Linked DNA regions of Sus scrofa: region 1 is linked to region 2. Evidence: chromatin contacts called from public Hi-C data. All regions are on one chromosome and are shown on one strand. Each heading gives the region's core, a stretch centred on a gene start, on an enhancer-like site or on the middle of the called end of the contact. The rest is flanking DNA. Distances are from core to core; before and after follow the strand shown.

Evidence for each region. Hi-C and Micro-C count contacts between places; a contact is called where the count stands out from the background.
Region 1: a contact with region 2 is called in a Hi-C map of mesenteric adipose tissue, with 2.5 times the contacts expected there. The contact joins the promoter of RRAGA here to the enhancer-like site in region 2. A contact is called at or near these places in 1 of 5 promoter capture datasets (liver), 12 of 47 Hi-C or Micro-C datasets (embryonic fibroblasts, epiblast stem cells, heart right ventricle and 5 more) and 2 of 2 datasets of contacts at active chromatin or transcription factors (alveolar macrophages and skeletal muscle).

Annotation. Positions count from the first base shown.
Region 1 is chr1:203,772,990-203,776,162 of Sscrofa11.1, reverse strand. RRAGA (ras-related GTP-binding protein A) reads left to right here and starts at 1,583. Exons shown (of 1, transcript XM_005660087.3): 1 at 1,583-3,173. The coding sequence starts at 2,030. The coding sequence ends at 2,971.
Region 2 is chr1:203,636,342-203,639,347 of Sscrofa11.1, reverse strand. No RefSeq gene overlaps it. Among named protein-coding and RNA genes, the nearest start is that of DENND4C, 37 kb to the right of the region's middle. Within about 2 kb of position 1,662, at least 44 of the 83 cell types and tissues checked have an H3K27ac peak or open chromatin away from gene starts, as enhancers often do. A contact at or near this core is called in alveolar macrophages, embryonic fibroblasts, mesenteric adipose tissue and 2 more, where this site is marked.

The sequences.
Region 1 (3,173 bases), core at 334-2,833, 140 kb before region 2:
AAGAAAACCATGGACAAGAAGAACAAACTTCTGGTTGCCAAGAGGGAGGGGGAGGGAGTGGGATGGACTGGGAATTTGGGTTTAATAGATGCAAACTACTGCCTTTGGAATGGATAAGCAATGGGATCCCGCTGTATAGCACTGGGAACTGTGTCTGGTCACTTGTAATGGAGCATGGTAATGTAAGAAAAAAGAATGTATACATGTATGTGTGACTGGGTCACCTTGCTATGCAGGAGAAAATTGACAGAACACTGTAAACCAGCTATAGTGGAAAAAAATAAAACTCTATAATGAGTTTTTATAATAAAAGATAAACATAAAATCAAAACTTTAACTTAAAAAAAGAAATGGTGGGCGTTCCATCATGTCTCAGCAGTAACAAACCCGACTAATATCCATGGGGATTCAGGTATGATCCCTGGCCTCACTCAGTGGGTTAAGGACCTGGTGTTGCTGTGAGCTGTGGTGTAGGTCGCAGATGTGGCTTGGATCTGGAGTTGCTGTGGTTGTGGTGCAGGCCGGCGGCTAGAGATTCCACCCCTGGCCTGAGAACTTCTCTATGTCCAGGGGTGCTGTCCTAGAGAGACAAAAAAAAAAAAGAACAAAATATTATTCACTTCAGAAAGGAGATCCTACTACTGGCAACAAAAAGGATAAAACCGGAAGTCATCAGACTGAGTGAAATAAGTCAGACATAAAAAGAAAAAACCTTACATTATATCATTTACATGTAGAATCTTAAAAAGTCAAAATTCATAGTAGCAGAGAGAAGGATGGTTGTTCCTAGGAAGAAGCAGAGGTAATGGGAAGGCATTGGTCAAAGGGTACAAAGTTGCAGTTATGTAGGATAAGTTTAGAGATCAAACCTACAGCACGATGACTATAGTCAAAACTACTGAATACTGGAGGTTTACTAAGGGAATAGATTTCAGGTGCTTTCACCATATACACGGACAAAAAACGTAACTATACAAGATATGCTAGCTTGACCTTAATCATTTTATTGTGTGTATCAAATTATGTTGTTCACCTTCAATATATACAATTTGTATTTTAAAAAATAAACTGCATTTCAGCATTTAATAGACCTGTATTAACCCCTATAAGCTTCGACTGACTTATTTGAAAATAGGATTATTTATTCACAGGGTTATTGTGAAAATTAAGTAATGTACGGGTTCCATATTATAGTTTCCTCGAGCTGAAATTCTGATCTAAATTCCAAAGTCTGAGATTACCGGGAAAGCAGGTGTAAGAAAGGAACTTGCTTCCAAATGGAAAAAGCACTAGCTGGGAGTCAGGATATCTCCCAGTAGGGATTTACGACCATTCAGCTGTGTAGCACTGAGCAATCACTTACTTTTGCACATCTCTATAGTTTTCATAAGTCCTGCCCCATTCAGTAAACCAGGGAATCTGGGGAGGTCTAACTGGGCTGACAAATTAAATCTTCCTTTGCTTCACCCGTCTGCGGCCCGCGCCTAAAACCACCTCAAACCACAGCGCGGTCTTAAGGAAGGTAGCGGTGTGTTGGGGGTTTCAGCCACGAGATGGCAGCATTGGTCCAACCGCCCACATACGTACACCTTGCAATCGTAACCTCAGTTTATTAGGAGAACAGAACGCCAGAGTCCTGGGTTCTCCCCCCATTTTCTCTTTCGGATGGGCCCTGCAGAGTGTCAGTAAAAGAGCAGTTTATCGAAGCTCGTTGGGCAGCGACGGCCGAGAGCGCGGGTTCTCGCGAGATCGCCCCCGGAAGTGGGTGGCAGCGGAGACGCAGAGACTCTCTCCGGAAGGCCAGCGTTTTTCCGGAGCTGCTGCAGCTGTCCGCCCCCCACCGGCGCTCTCCTCTGAGCAAGAACTCACTCGTGGCGGCCTTTCCAGCCCCGAGCTCGCACCTTCGGCTTCCCCGACTGCACAGCGGCGGGCCCAGTCAGCGAGCCCCCGCGACTCCGGCCCCTTCCCTCCCTCCGCGCTGCAGTTAGGCCGCGCCCTGAGGCCCAGTCCGCGGCAGCTCCGGCGGGTGATGCCAAATACAGCCATGAAGAAAAAGGTGCTGTTGATGGGGAAGAGCGGGTCGGGGAAGACCAGCATGAGGTCGATTATCTTTGCAAATTATATCGCTCGCGACACCCGGCGCCTCGGTGCCACCATTGATGTGGAGCACTCCCACGTACGATTTCTGGGCAACCTGGTGCTGAACCTGTGGGACTGTGGCGGTCAGGACACCTTCATGGAAAATTATTTCACCAGCCAGCGAGACAACATTTTCCGTAATGTCGAGGTCCTGATTTACGTGTTCGACGTGGAGAGCCGCGAACTGGAAAAGGACATGCATTATTACCAGTCCTGTCTGGAGGCCATCCTCCAGAACTCTCCTGATGCTAAAATCTTCTGCCTGGTGCACAAAATGGATCTGGTTCAGGAAGATCAGCGTGACCTGATTTTTAAAGAGCGAGAGGAAGACCTGAGGCGTTTGTCTCGCCCTCTCGAGTGCGCCTGTTTCCGAACATCCATCTGGGATGAAACGCTCTACAAAGCCTGGTCTAGCATCGTCTATCAGCTGATTCCCAATGTTCAGCAGCTGGAGATGAACCTCAGGAATTTTGCCCAAATTATTGAGGCCGATGAAGTTCTGCTGTTCGAGAGAGCAACCTTCTTGGTCATTTCCCATTACCAGTGCAAAGAGCAGCGCGATGTCCATCGGTTCGAGAAGATCAGCAATATTATTAAGCAGTTCAAGCTGAGCTGCAGTAAATTGGCCGCTTCCTTCCAGAGCATGGAGGTTAGGAATTCTAACTTCGCTGCTTTCATCGACATCTTCACATCAAACACCTACGTGATGGTGGTTATGTCTGATCCCTCGATCCCTTCTGCAGCTACACTGATCAACATTCGCAATGCCAGGAAACACTTTGAGAAGCTGGAGAGAGTGGACGGCCCCAAGCACAGCCTCCTTATGCGTTGAATACTGCCAAAATACGCTTTCTGAAAATGCTGAATTGCCTTTCTCCCCCCACCCCCACCCGCATCCTTTTCTTTTTAATATTCATAATGTTGTGTGCTTAAAAGTGGGCTTTGAAATGTGTGCTGCTTACTCCTTCCTTCTCTTTCTTCCCTGCTCCCCAATCTTTAAGCCTTGGACGCTATTTACTCAGCTATCCAGTAGA
Region 2 (3,006 bases), core at 413-2,912:
CTTTGTACTTATTTTTACAGTTTTTGCCTCCTTGAAACATTCTTGCTTTCAACAGGGGGCAAGAATTAAGGCAATTCTTCTTTCAGCCTCTGGCTGTTCTACTGGCTAGGATTCCTGGTTTTCACCCAGGCTGCCCAGGTTCAATTCCTGAGCAGGGAATCAAGATCTCACTTCAAGCCATCACTCAATGCTGTCTCTCTGAGATCAATAGCGCTAGTTAAAAATCACAGATTAGGGAGTTCCCATTGTGACTCAGCTGTAACAAACCTGACTAGTATACATGAGGATGAGGGTTCAATCCCTGGCCTCGCTCAGTGGATTAGGATCTAGCATTGCCAGGAGCTGCAGTGTAGGTCACAGACTCTGCTCGAATCTGGTGTCTCTGTGGCTGTGGCATAGGCTGACAGTTATATCTCCAATTTCACGCCTAGCCTGGGATCTTCCATATGCCACAAGTATGGCCTTAAAAAGAAAAAAGAAAAAAAAAAAATCACGGATTACTGGATCCCTCTCTAAAGATAACAATTCCCTAAGCTTTATGATTCTAATGTTGGTCCAAACAATGACTTAAACTTGGCCAAGAAAAACTGCAAGAAACTGTAAGGATGTGTGGTCTCTTTTGAAATCTAGAGGCTGGTTACTGAATATTGAGAGCTTTGTTTTCCCAATTACTGAAAACTATCCCTGATAGAAGGAATCGATTCATTTTGGAAAGAGTGTGTTCAGTAACTTCTGGAGCATGGAAACATTTTTTCCATTCTTGGTGTGCAAACAGATTGTTGGCCTTCTTCAGGGATGCAGGCCCAGACAAAATCTCAGCAGGCCCTTCCGGACAGCATTTTTCCACAGATGAAACTAGGTCAAGGAGAAAATTCAGAGCAGTTTGAGGAAGAAAAAAAAAAAAAAAAAAACAGAAATGCAACATAAAGCTGAGGAGGGAAGGAGGAGGAGAGACGTCCACCTGCTTTGTCTGCCCTGGTAAAGGCTGACGGCTTGTCACATGAATCTCTGGTCTTCCTGTTCTCTGCAGCTGCCTTCTGAGTCACTGCGGGTGGCCAGGGAGGGCCCTCTCACTGTCAGGGAACGTAAGAACAACTAACCACAGGACTTTTAGGTGAGGCCATCGTGCAAGGCCAATTTCAAAATCAAAGAGCAAAGACATCATTGCCTATTCTTGTTTAAGAAGTTCTTTAATTTTGCCTGTGACTACAAATCAGCAAAAGGCACAAAAAACAAGACGATAAGTGGAATTCACATCTGGTAAGGGAGAACTGGTGCCAGTCCTATTAGTCACTAAGATCATTTAAGGGTGGAGTGCACTAGCAGGATAAACATTAAACCAAAAGCAACACTTCCTTGTAACAGTTGAGGTTTCCTAAGAAATCTTTAAAATCTTGCTGCCTAGTCAGGCAAGTACTATAGTTAGAAAAGTCAGCCTTTACTTTTCTCTTTCCTTTGGCCTCAGCTTTTGCAGAATAACATTGGGTATTATACTTGTGAATTAAGATTTCTCTAGTAAATATGCTTACATTGTATGAAGACCTCTACAAATTTTAAAATATTCAGTCTTTTTTTTTTTTTTTCTTTTGGTGGCACCATGCCACCTAAGCCACAGATATGTGACAATGCTGGATCCTTAACCCACTGCACCAAATGGGAACTCCCACAGACATTCACTCTCTTAAATGGAAGCATTCAGGAACCACTCCAAGTAATAGAAATATCACCAAGATGTAAAGCATTTGAACTTGGAGTCTTGCCTCTACTCCTCAGCCCAATGCCTAGATGCAAGAGGTGCTCTATAAAGACCTCACTATGTGATCAACCTATCAGTAGAACAGAGTTATAATAATTGATTCACTTCTCTTAGCCCCCACTTCCTTCCTTTCTTTCTTCCTTCCTTCCTTCCTCTCTTTCTTTCTTTCCTGGCAGCCCAATGGCGTATGGAGTTCCTGGACCAGGGATCAGAGCCAAGTACAGTTGCTGCAGCTGCAGCCAATGTTTGATCCTTAACCAATTGTACCAGGCTGTAGAACGAACCTGCGTTCCCTTGTACCACAGCAGGAACACCTCAGCCTCCATTTTCAATTCTGTGATCAGGAAGGAATCCTCTTCTATTTACCTAATAGAATTTTTGTGAGGATCAAATAAAATGTGTATTGAAGTTTTGCTTTCTTATATCAGAAAAATGCATTAAATATCTCTGAAATGATAAGTAAGAACCTGGTCATTTGCAGTTAGGGGAATGGAGACACAGGGGTTATGGCTAGGCAAAAGATTTCCTTTTGATTGTATATAGTACTCTCTATTATATGAAAAAAATACATATGTAAGAATGACTAGTATGAAATTTAGGGTTCAGTAAAATCTCCACGAAAATTCAGAGGCATGTTATTTCATTTACACTCAGATCTGTTGTGCTGAATTAGAGTCTGAAATAGGTGCCTTCTATGTGAGAATTGAAATTACTCAGAAGAAAGCTGCATATCTTTCAGAGTTAACTTTCTTCTTTTTCAATTGAGGTATGATTGATTTACAATATTGTGTTAGTTTCAGGTGTATAGCAAAGTGATTCAGTTATATATACACACATACACATATATATATATATATATATATATATATTCTATTAAAGATTCTTTTCCAAGAGTTCCCATCGTGGCATAGCGGAAACAAATCCGACTAGGAACCAGGAGGTTGCAGGTTTGACCCCTGGCCTCGCTCAGTGGGTTAAAGATCTGGCGTTGCTGTGTGCTGTGGTGTAAGTTGCAGATGCGGCTCGGATCTGGCATTGCTATGGCTCAGGTGTAGGCTGGCAGCTGTAGCCTTCGATGAGACTCCTAGCCTGGGAAACTCGATACCATGGGTGCAGCTCTAAAAAGCAAAAAAAAGATTCTTGGAGTTCCCGTCATGGCGCAGTGGTTAATGAATTCGACTAGGAACCATGAGGTCGCGGGTTTAATCCCTGGCCTTGCTCAGTGGGTTAAGGATCCTGCGTTGCCATGA